2 separate regions of the Pan troglodytes genome follow, and region 1 is linked to region 2. A link is a contact called in public capture Hi-C data. All regions are on one chromosome and are shown on one strand. Each heading gives the region's core, a stretch centred on a gene start, on an enhancer-like site or on the middle of the called end of the contact. The rest is flanking DNA. Distances are from core to core; before and after follow the strand shown.

Region 1 (4,339 bases), core at 804-3,303, 380 kb before region 2:
GTTATATTAAATAACTATGATATAAATTAGATTTCAAATAAAATATATCCTTAAAATTAATTTCATCTGTTTATTTTTACAGATGTGTGGCTATCAGAAAATTTAAAATGACACGTGTAGCTTGCATTTGTGGCTTGCATTACATTTCTATTGAAAATCGCTGAGTTAGCATCATATCTCTGGTTTTTAAACATAGTTTAAAGCAGTTCCATTTGGCTCACTAGAAATTTTACACAGAGCACCCTCCACTATATAAAGCAGGTAAAAGTGGAGTTGCCCAGGTTGAAGGGGGTGGATATTTGCGGGAAAAGGAAGTTGGGGGTGCATGGCATGGGGCTGAGGAGCCCCATCCATTAGCAGGAGACTGTTAGGCTCATCTATTATTGGATCGGATCACCCATTCATTTGAAATTGAGGGGGGGATACTCAGAGGCCCCCATTCAATCACCCTAAGTGGAATCTGATCATTATCTTGGGATAAACATTCCAAATGGAAGGTGAGTGCTGGAAGATAAGGAAGATAAGGAAACCATATGGCCCTGTCACCGGAGGCTCCCAGAGTCTTATTTTTGAAAGGATTAATGCATCCAAAGGGGGATCATCATAGTTCCATTTCTTGAGGCAGGCCCCAGAGCCTCGTTTACGGATGTGAACTGTCCCAGTCAGAAAGGACTAGGATTCAGGATGCATTCCTCTACCCTCTACCTTTTCCTCCTCCCTCATACTCTGTCCATCTCCCTTCACACCAAAGCCCCCCAAGCTGGTGTAAATGAATCCCCAATCTCTAAACTGTACTCAGCATCCCAGGCCTACGGAGTTGGGGTCCTGGATCTCCTTCTCCCTTGACCTAGCACCATTTCCAGAGGCTCCACCTCCGTCTCACCCCCACCCCATTACTGGCTGACTAGTGGTGGCCGCCAAGGTGGTATACGGGGGAGAGGCATTTTCCAGGCAGGGGTGGGAGGGTTTCGGTGGCTCTGTAGGGACTGTGGAGCCAGTGGCAGGCTGAGAATCCCAGCCACTGGGGGAGGGCAGGTAATATGAGCCCTGGAGAAAGGGATCTGGGGCTAAGGGGAGTGGGAGGCAAAGGCGACGGGCTTTTGAGCACGTTCTCTCCTCCCCACATCACAAGGCACTTCATCCTTCATTCCTCTGGCATTGCCGTTCTTGCACAGCTCTTCTCTGACCCACAACTGGAGACTGTTGAAGGCATTCGGTTTAGGTACAAAAATGGATGCTCCAAGCAGAGGAGGTGACTTTGGGATGGTGTACTAGTAATCATTGATAACAGTAATAATACAAAGAATAACCAGTATGTATTGAGGGCTCATTCTGTGCCAGTGCTTACCTTGATTACCTTGTTGAATCCTCAGTAACTCTACGAGGTAGGTGCCATTTTACCCAGGAGGAAACTGAGGCTCAGAGAGGCTAAGTAACTCGCCCAAGTTTGCACAGTTAGGAAGAGCTGATGGCAGGAGTCCAACTCAAGAGGCTGTACCTTGGAGCCCAGATTCTTGATGCAGACAGGAGGCCAGAACTTGCTTATTCCTGTCAAACTTCAGCAGTCTTGGTCAGTGACAAGCAACTGGAAGACAGTTGCCAAACTCTCTCTGTGCACATTTTGGATGGGCCCAAGGTAACTTGGGCAGTTGCTTCTGGCTACCACCCAAGTGAGCCTGAGCTGTGGTCTCATACCTCACTTGCTGGAACAATCCAAGCCCACTGTTGTCCAAACAGCCCTGGCCAAAAAGAGGCCACTCCCTTACCTCTGTCCTCCAGGACGGTCACATCTTAGGGCGAGGTAGGAACAACAATGGGTGTGTGTGGGTGGGGGTAGCCCCACGAGCTCCAGCCCACAGGCTTCCCTGCTTCAGGATCGCCCTGGCTGGTGGCCTGGGTTTCGGGCTTTTCTGTGCTCTGAGCACATCTAAACATTTGGAGAAAAACAAGAAAGCGAACAATAGACTCTTGTGGGCTGGAGAACAGAGCTAACTTCCCCCAGGGACTAGAGCACTGTTCATAAACTGCCCCAGCTGCACTCTCACGGTCAGGATGTCACTGGAGCCTTGCTGAATTACAGCCTTGTCCTCTCCAGGGGCGGGCTGCGGACTCCTGTTATACATCGTGGGGGGAATGCGAATGCAGTGGGGGAGCCAGCCGTTTGGGGGAAGGCGTATTCTCCTGCTTGAATTTTAAGGAATCACATAAAAAATATGCATCCGAGCCTTGGCGTTGTAGCTCTGCCAAGTCATCCCCTGACAGACATGTCCCGATCACAGCTGTTTGCCTCACAGGAAAAGAATCAGGTTTCTGTCAAGTGGACTCTGGGCACAGCCCCAGAGAGTTTCATGGGGTCCCAAGGACCTGGAGAGTCTATGGAACTAACTTGTGTGGAGAGCAGTTTAGCCTGGAGGCAATGGCATTGGTGTCCTCAAAAAGAGGCCCAGGGCTGGGTGTGGTGGCTCATGCCTATAATCCCAGCACTTCAGCACTTTGGGAGGCCAAGACAGGAGGATCACTTGAGCCCATGTGTTCAAGACCAGCCTGGGCAAGATGGTGAGAACCCCTCTCTCCAAAAAAAAAAAAAAAAAAAAAGAAAAAGAAAAAGAAAAAGAAAAAAAAAAAGAAAAGAAAAAATTAGCTGGGCATGGTGGTGTGTGCTTACAGTACCAGCTACTCAGGAGGCTGGGGTGGGAGGATCACTTGAGCCTGGGTGGTCAAGGCTGCAGTGAGCTGTGATCGTACCACTGCACTCCAGCCTGGGCAACAGAGCAAGGCCCTGACTGTAAAACATAAAGACCCACTGGTCATTGCGCTGAGAAGGGTGGGCATGGTGGGCCAACGGTGGGTTTCTTGGAGCTGGCTCCCCTCAGGCTTTTTGGACAGTTGCTTCCCATCGTCACAGCCAAGGGCAGCAGGGGCATGGTGTGTTAGGTCAAGAATAAGTTGGTGAGTGGACGGGTGCAAAACAGAGCTCAGACACCCTCCTCATTCACAGCTGGCCTGGCGGGGCCAACCAGGCCCCATAAGGCTAAATCCCTCGATCCGGAGCTCCCGGCCTCCATCCCCAGGACCCTAGACAACTTGTGAGGGATGTCCCCGTCTGGATGGCATCCCTGGAAAAGGCTGCAGTGTTTCTAAAGAGGCTGTTCAGACATCACATCACAGTCCCAGACGGCCGAGCGGCTCCTGTGCTCACTTGGCCGCTCTCCCTGAGAAACACTTTGGATCAGAGAGTGCTTCTAGGTTGTTTTTGCCTGAAGAAGTGGTAAGAATTCAGCGAGCACCCCACAGCTGAAGGAAAAGTCAGTGGCTTTACTTACTGAAAGTAGCAGTAAAGAACCTCCCGGAGGATGTGAAGCTCCAGACACTAGATGGGCAAGAAGGCTCCAGATGAGGGGGCCTCGGAGGCAAAGAAAGCGGAATTTAGAAACAAATGGTTTGGCTTCTGGAGAAGAAAGAAAGAGTTTCTTGGTGTCTAAGAGGTTTAAAATGGCTGTGCTAGGTCATGCCTGGCGCATGATGCAAAGGCAAAGGTCAACAGTGTTTTGCTGAAGAGGTCTTCCTGAGAACGCAGCATTCCTTCCTGGCCTGCTTCACTTAGCAAACCCTCACTGAGGGCTCCTGGGATGCAGAGGATCGAAAGATGAACAAGAAATCTCACCTTCAAACTCTCCCAGGCCAGCCAGTGATGGTTATACAGTGTGGACAGAGCAAGAATATGAGGTGGATGGCCAGCACGCAGCGCACACACAGACACTGGAGCCTGGGTAGGCAGGAGCCTGAGCGGCGTCTTCAAGGGTGAGCCAGAGCTGGCCAGGCAGCCAAGGAGGTAGGACAGACACTCCCAGCAGAGGGAACAGACCGTGCAAAGGCTGCCAGTGACAGCATGGCCCCCAGGGAGAGCTGGGACAGTGGTAAAGGGACGAGTGCCCAAAGAGGAAAAGGTGCACCTTATACTCTTTGCTTTTAACTCCCTAAATTTTCTATATGCCGGGCACATGGGAGATTCAAAACCTTGTGGCATGAGGGCCTCTCTTGAGTCAAGTTCCATCCATTCTAGCACATTAACTAAAGGCCTGTCCCCGGCTTCCGAGCTGTAGTGACTCCCCAAGGGATCAATCTCCAGGCCACTCCCTCCTCCCATACCCTAATACTGTCCTGAAAACCCTCTGGTCCACCATGCCAGAGGCAAGCAGTACACTTGCATGTTATGAGGGACGGTTCTGTTCCCAGGAAGTGAAACAATATTATCACTGTATTTTCCTGATTTCTGGTCTCACAGTGTCTTCCCAACCCAGTCCTGGAAAACTGCTATTAAATCAATGCAGCTTTAGAA
Region 2 (4,771 bases), core at 176-2,675:
TTTAGCTGCCTGGTTATAGGTATACTCAACTCCTGCAGGCTGTAGGATTAAAAGAGGAATGAAGGATCTTGCTCTTTTGTACAAGTTGCAAAAGACCCTTTAGAAATAAGGGACTCAAAAAGAAAGGCTAGTGAAAGACATTCCTCTTAAATCTCAATTAAAACTAGTTCCTTCCTGCACCTTACAAATTATGAAGGCTTCCCCAAATGGCAGACAGGTCAATCTTGATGTGCATGACTGAGATAACATGGCTGAGTGATAACTTTGTTCAGTCATAACGGACACTGGTGTTTTTTTCCTGTAGCATTACAAAATGGAGAATTTTTACATAACTGTATTAGCATGTCATCTTTAAACAACACTATTCTGTCTCACCAAGAAACAAATGGTATTTCATACTTTGACAAGGGCTGAGCTGGAAAAGCACAGCACTAAAAGTTGGAAAAAGTTCAGTAGAGAAATGAGCAAAGATGTTGGACCCAGCCGAGCAAAGATAATGGACCCAGCAGACATGGAGGCAACTGAAATTAATCTGCACACCTAGAGGAACAGATGTGACACCTGCAGGATGCTTCAGACTAAAGCTCATCATGGGAAAGTCTCTTTTCTTAAAATTATTTCCTTTATTTTGTCTTCCCCAACATTGGAGTCAAAAGGACAACTCCTCCACATTCCTTCAAAAGCTTTAACAGGTTTCAAGTTGTTTACCAGCATTTAAAATAGAAAAAGGACTGGGACCTCTTTCCTTGTATAGCTACACTCTCCTCTAAAAAAAACACACGCTTGGCTCTTTTCACCTCCTGCTTTTAAGAAGGAATTTTAATGGGCCGGGGCTCATCGAGGTGCATAAACTCAGGAGGGAGGAGCACAATGGTAAATTATACCTTGCAAAGAGTCAGAGCCCACTTACTGCTGCCAGTGATGTTAAGTCCATAAGCAAAATCTTTTTTTTTTTTTAATTCCTCCTTGAAAGGTGCAACAGAAGAAGATGAATCACTTCTTTTTTTCCCCTGGATCTGTCATACAAGAATCAAGGACTTGTCAATGACTCCAAACAGCAGGGCCTTGACAACTAGTCAAAGACAAAGTTGTTTTGTCCAGCATCTCTCCTTTCTCTGGAAGCATTTTCCTCCCAATTAATATAAGTTATGAGGCTGCACTGAAGAGCTCAATAAACTGACACTGAAGGACATAAGTTGGCTTTTTTACACTGAAAACCATGGTAAACTGATATATACAGCTTGTGTCCATGAAGGTGGAGGTGCCAGAACTTCTGGTAACCTCTGGCTGCATCACTGCTGCTGCACTGGGGCAGTCTTGCATTTTCTGATATTCTCTCCCTTCCTGGGAATGTTCCATAACCCTCAGCTCTACTCTCCTTTTTTCTTCTGTTAGACCCCAGACCCTCAGGTATCTGGTTTAAGCAGTCATTGAGATGTAGGTATGAGGCCCTCAGTGAATTAATGCCGGTTGTCCTGGGGCTGTGAGCAGGCCAGGGCAACACCCATAGGCCTGTTCCCAGGGGATTTAGGGGAAGATTTTACCTATTTTGGATGTGCTTCTTTTTCTCCTTAAAACAATAATAGCACTACCATTGTGTTGTTCATTTTGGAAACACAAATCCAAAGAATTCTATAATATTTGAAAACATCTACTTAAAGGAATTGATGAAATTGTGATTGTTTCCCTTAAAAGTAAACTGTATAGCTTGATATCTCAGGCATTATAGTAAGAAAATTAAGCTTCTTGACTCAGAAACAAATATAGAAACAAGCCATGACTCATTTTTACCATCATTCTATTCCAGAAACTTAAAAGCATAGCCTGCATAGTGAAGATCCACATAAAAATGCAGGCACATTTGCTGCAGTGCTAAGAGCAGAAGATATCAATTAATTAGAGAAGTGTGAAAATAAAGACAGGACAAATGAGGGGGGCTGGTAGGGAGACAGGAAGAAGGAGTGACAAACAACAGCAAAAATATCTTAAATAAATAATTCAGAATGGATGCTAAATACAAAAGTGGGAGCCAAGCCAGACTAAAGTTCAGATGCATCTAGGGTTACTTTGTGCAACACATTTATTCACTAAAGCGCCAAAGCAGCTATTAGAGGAAACAATAAAGAGGCCCTCTCCCCTGGAAATTTGAGTCCTGCTTTGGAATTTTTATGACATTTCTTCCTTAACAAACAAGAAGGTCTCACCACCTTCCCCTGGCTTCAAAGCCTCACTATGGCGGTGGCCTGAGATTAATATCCTTGGTCTGATTTATATATGTTGTTTGAGGTATTTTCAAAAGTCATGTAGTTTATGAAAGAATTGCAGCTCTAGCAGGCACACAAATAAACAAGACCCCCATATCTCTAATCCTACAGGATTGCCCTGATTACCATGACTCACTTGGTCATTTCAACAATGCCCTTTCATGTCACCAGGGCTGTGTGTGCAAAATTAGGACACTACCTGGACCTCCAGCTAAACACTAAAAAATACTCTAGGATTCCCAGTCGGAAAGTGGTGAGGGTGTGATGTAAGTATGTGTGTAAAACTATAGTCCAGTTAGTTTTTGTTTTATATAACAAGTGGGTTCCTGAAAAGTCAAGATTTAAGTACTTTTTTTTGTAGATTAAAACATTTACAATTCACATCAGAAGCTCACTATTTAATGTAATCCGATTGTGGTTCCAGTTACAAAGAATGCTTTTGTAATTAAAATACAATCCTTTTGTTTGATCGATTTTATACATTCAGACTTGGTTTTACAGGAGTTTCTTAATGTAGGGTATACTTAGAGTATTATTACTAGTTGGTAAGTATTGTTTTGTTTTAATGCTATTCTTTTCTTTTTCAGCAAAAATCCAAAGAAGTATTTCCACAGCCCAAGTTCATACTCTTCACAACATGAAAGACAGAACTTGCTCTGCTTTATTTAGCTTAGTGTGTCCTGTGGCATGTGAGGCATCCAGGGTAGCAGACACCAGCAAATTGCTAGGAAGAAACTGAGAGGCAATGCCCCACCGACTGCACGGCAGTATTTCCAAACCGGTGACAGAGCTGAACCAGGATCAGACTGCTCTTTAAAAACACCTGTTCTGTAAACCTGAGTTAGTGAGGGCAGCATCTTCCAACTGACTCAGCCCAGCCACTGCTGCCCCTCTGCCAGAGGGCCTGGTGCCATTCGGGCAAGGACTCAGGTGCCTTACCCCCAGACCCTTCATGACCCACTGGCACACAAAGGCGAGGGTGCCAGCACCAATGGGCACATCCATCCCAATCTGCCATTTCAAAGCAGCTGCCTGCAGGCTGTGTCCGCCCTCTGCTAGCAGAGTGCAATGGGGCAGAGAAATTAAAATCAAGGGGAGCTGGGGAAAAAAGAAAGATGGAAATCTTAAAGACAGTATCTTGGAAGCATATGTTTTAGAATCACTGCAGCCAGTTCCCTGTCAAGAAAATATTGGCCTTGTTGGTTGGTCCAATCTCATGTAGCCACAGATGGTTTTATGCCTCACTATTCAGATACCCACTCCCCAGAGTAGTGAGAAACAAAGGATGTGGTGCTTTGTGGTGTAGTTACTCTGCCACCTAGTGTTACATGTAAAAACAAACAAATAAATTTAAAAAAAAAAGGCTATGTTAGAAGAGTAAAAGTAGAATCATGAACTTCACTAAACTGCATTTTTTTTTTCTTTCCAAACGTGAAGATCCTCCACGTACAGTGGCAGCCTGGGGAGGCATTGCCAACAATTACAACAGCCCTTCTCATTTGAATTGAATGGAAGGCCAAAGAGCATGAGGTCTGAAGTTTAGGATGTGAAGGAGAAAAGAACATAACCTCAAAAACCCAATTTTAATGATATTTAAAAGGCCTATTCCCTCCAGGTAAGGTAAATACCATGAATACAATAATACAAACTGGAACTGGACAAGGAAAGTACAGTTTCTGTCCTGAAGAAGAGAGGAAAGAGTAAACAGAAAAAATGTGGATTGCTTTTTAAAGTATTATTACTTCTGCAACTAACGCATTATGAAGAAATAAAATGAGCTATGGGTTTGGGGTGAAGGTCTGAGTGTGAGTCCCAATTCAGTAGCTTCCTCGCTGTGCTGGTGAGTTGTGCAGTATCTCTGAGCTTCGATTCGGTGTTCTGGAAAACAGCTGTACACTTACACACACATTCTTCCTCCTTTTACAACACTGTCCTGAGGATCAATTAGAAATGTACATGAAGGCATTTTGTAACTATAAAGCGCTTTGCAGCACCCTGAAGACCATTTCCCTCACTATATTGTTCTCTTTTTGCAGTTATGTCTGCCATTTATATGTATATGGCTTTCTGTATTTAACTTGTCCTGGAGTGCTAGTGATCATTCTTAAATAAGTGCTTTCAGGATTAAAAGAAGTATTAAATAGGAAAATGTGCAAGTATGTCATGCAACATATAAAAAAATCCCCCAAATAGACTAATAAAGAATTAGCATTACAGTTTAAAATTAGATTATTCCAAGTGTTTCTCCTTAAAATTATGTTCCGTTGAGAATGATAAGCCATCTTGGTTAGTTGTTTCTACTAAAATTAGTATATTCATGAAAGTTCTTAAAATTACAGGGAATCTGAACTGAACTTTCCTTCTTGTGGGCAGAGCCTTCCATTGTGATAAACCAGGCATCAGGAAATAGTTTTTCATTTCCGTTCCTGCACTAACTAGCTATGTAACTTTAAGCAATTTCAGTTTCCAAATGGGCAAAAAGTAAGAGGTAAACAAAATAACCATGC

What was found. Capture Hi-C pulls out chosen DNA fragments and counts their contacts.
Region 1: a capture Hi-C map of stem cell-derived neural stem cells shows a contact between it and region 2, with 4 times the contacts expected there. The contact joins two enhancer-like sites. A contact is called at or near these places in 1 of 7 Hi-C or Micro-C datasets (stem cell-derived neural progenitor cells) and 1 of 1 other capture datasets (stem cell-derived neural stem cells).

What each region holds. Positions count from the first base shown.
Region 1 is chr15:66,612,730-66,617,068 of NHGRI_mPanTro3-v2.0_pri, reverse strand. All of the region lies in intron 10 of RAD51B (RAD51 paralog B), which reads right to left. Among named protein-coding and RNA genes, the nearest start is that of ZFP36L1, 160 kb to the left of the region's middle. Within about 2 kb of position 2,053, at least 9 of the 24 cell types and tissues checked have an H3K27ac peak or open chromatin away from gene starts, as enhancers often do. A contact at or near this core is called in stem cell-derived neural progenitor cells and stem cell-derived neural stem cells, where this site is marked.
Region 2 is chr15:66,231,550-66,236,320 of NHGRI_mPanTro3-v2.0_pri, reverse strand. The region is part of intron 7 of RAD51B (RAD51 paralog B); the gene reads right to left. Among named protein-coding and RNA genes, the nearest start is that of RAD51B, 430 kb to the right of the region's middle. Within about 2 kb of position 1,425, at least 8 of the 24 cell types and tissues checked have an H3K27ac peak or open chromatin away from gene starts, as enhancers often do. A contact at or near this core is called in stem cell-derived neural progenitor cells and stem cell-derived neural stem cells, where this site is marked.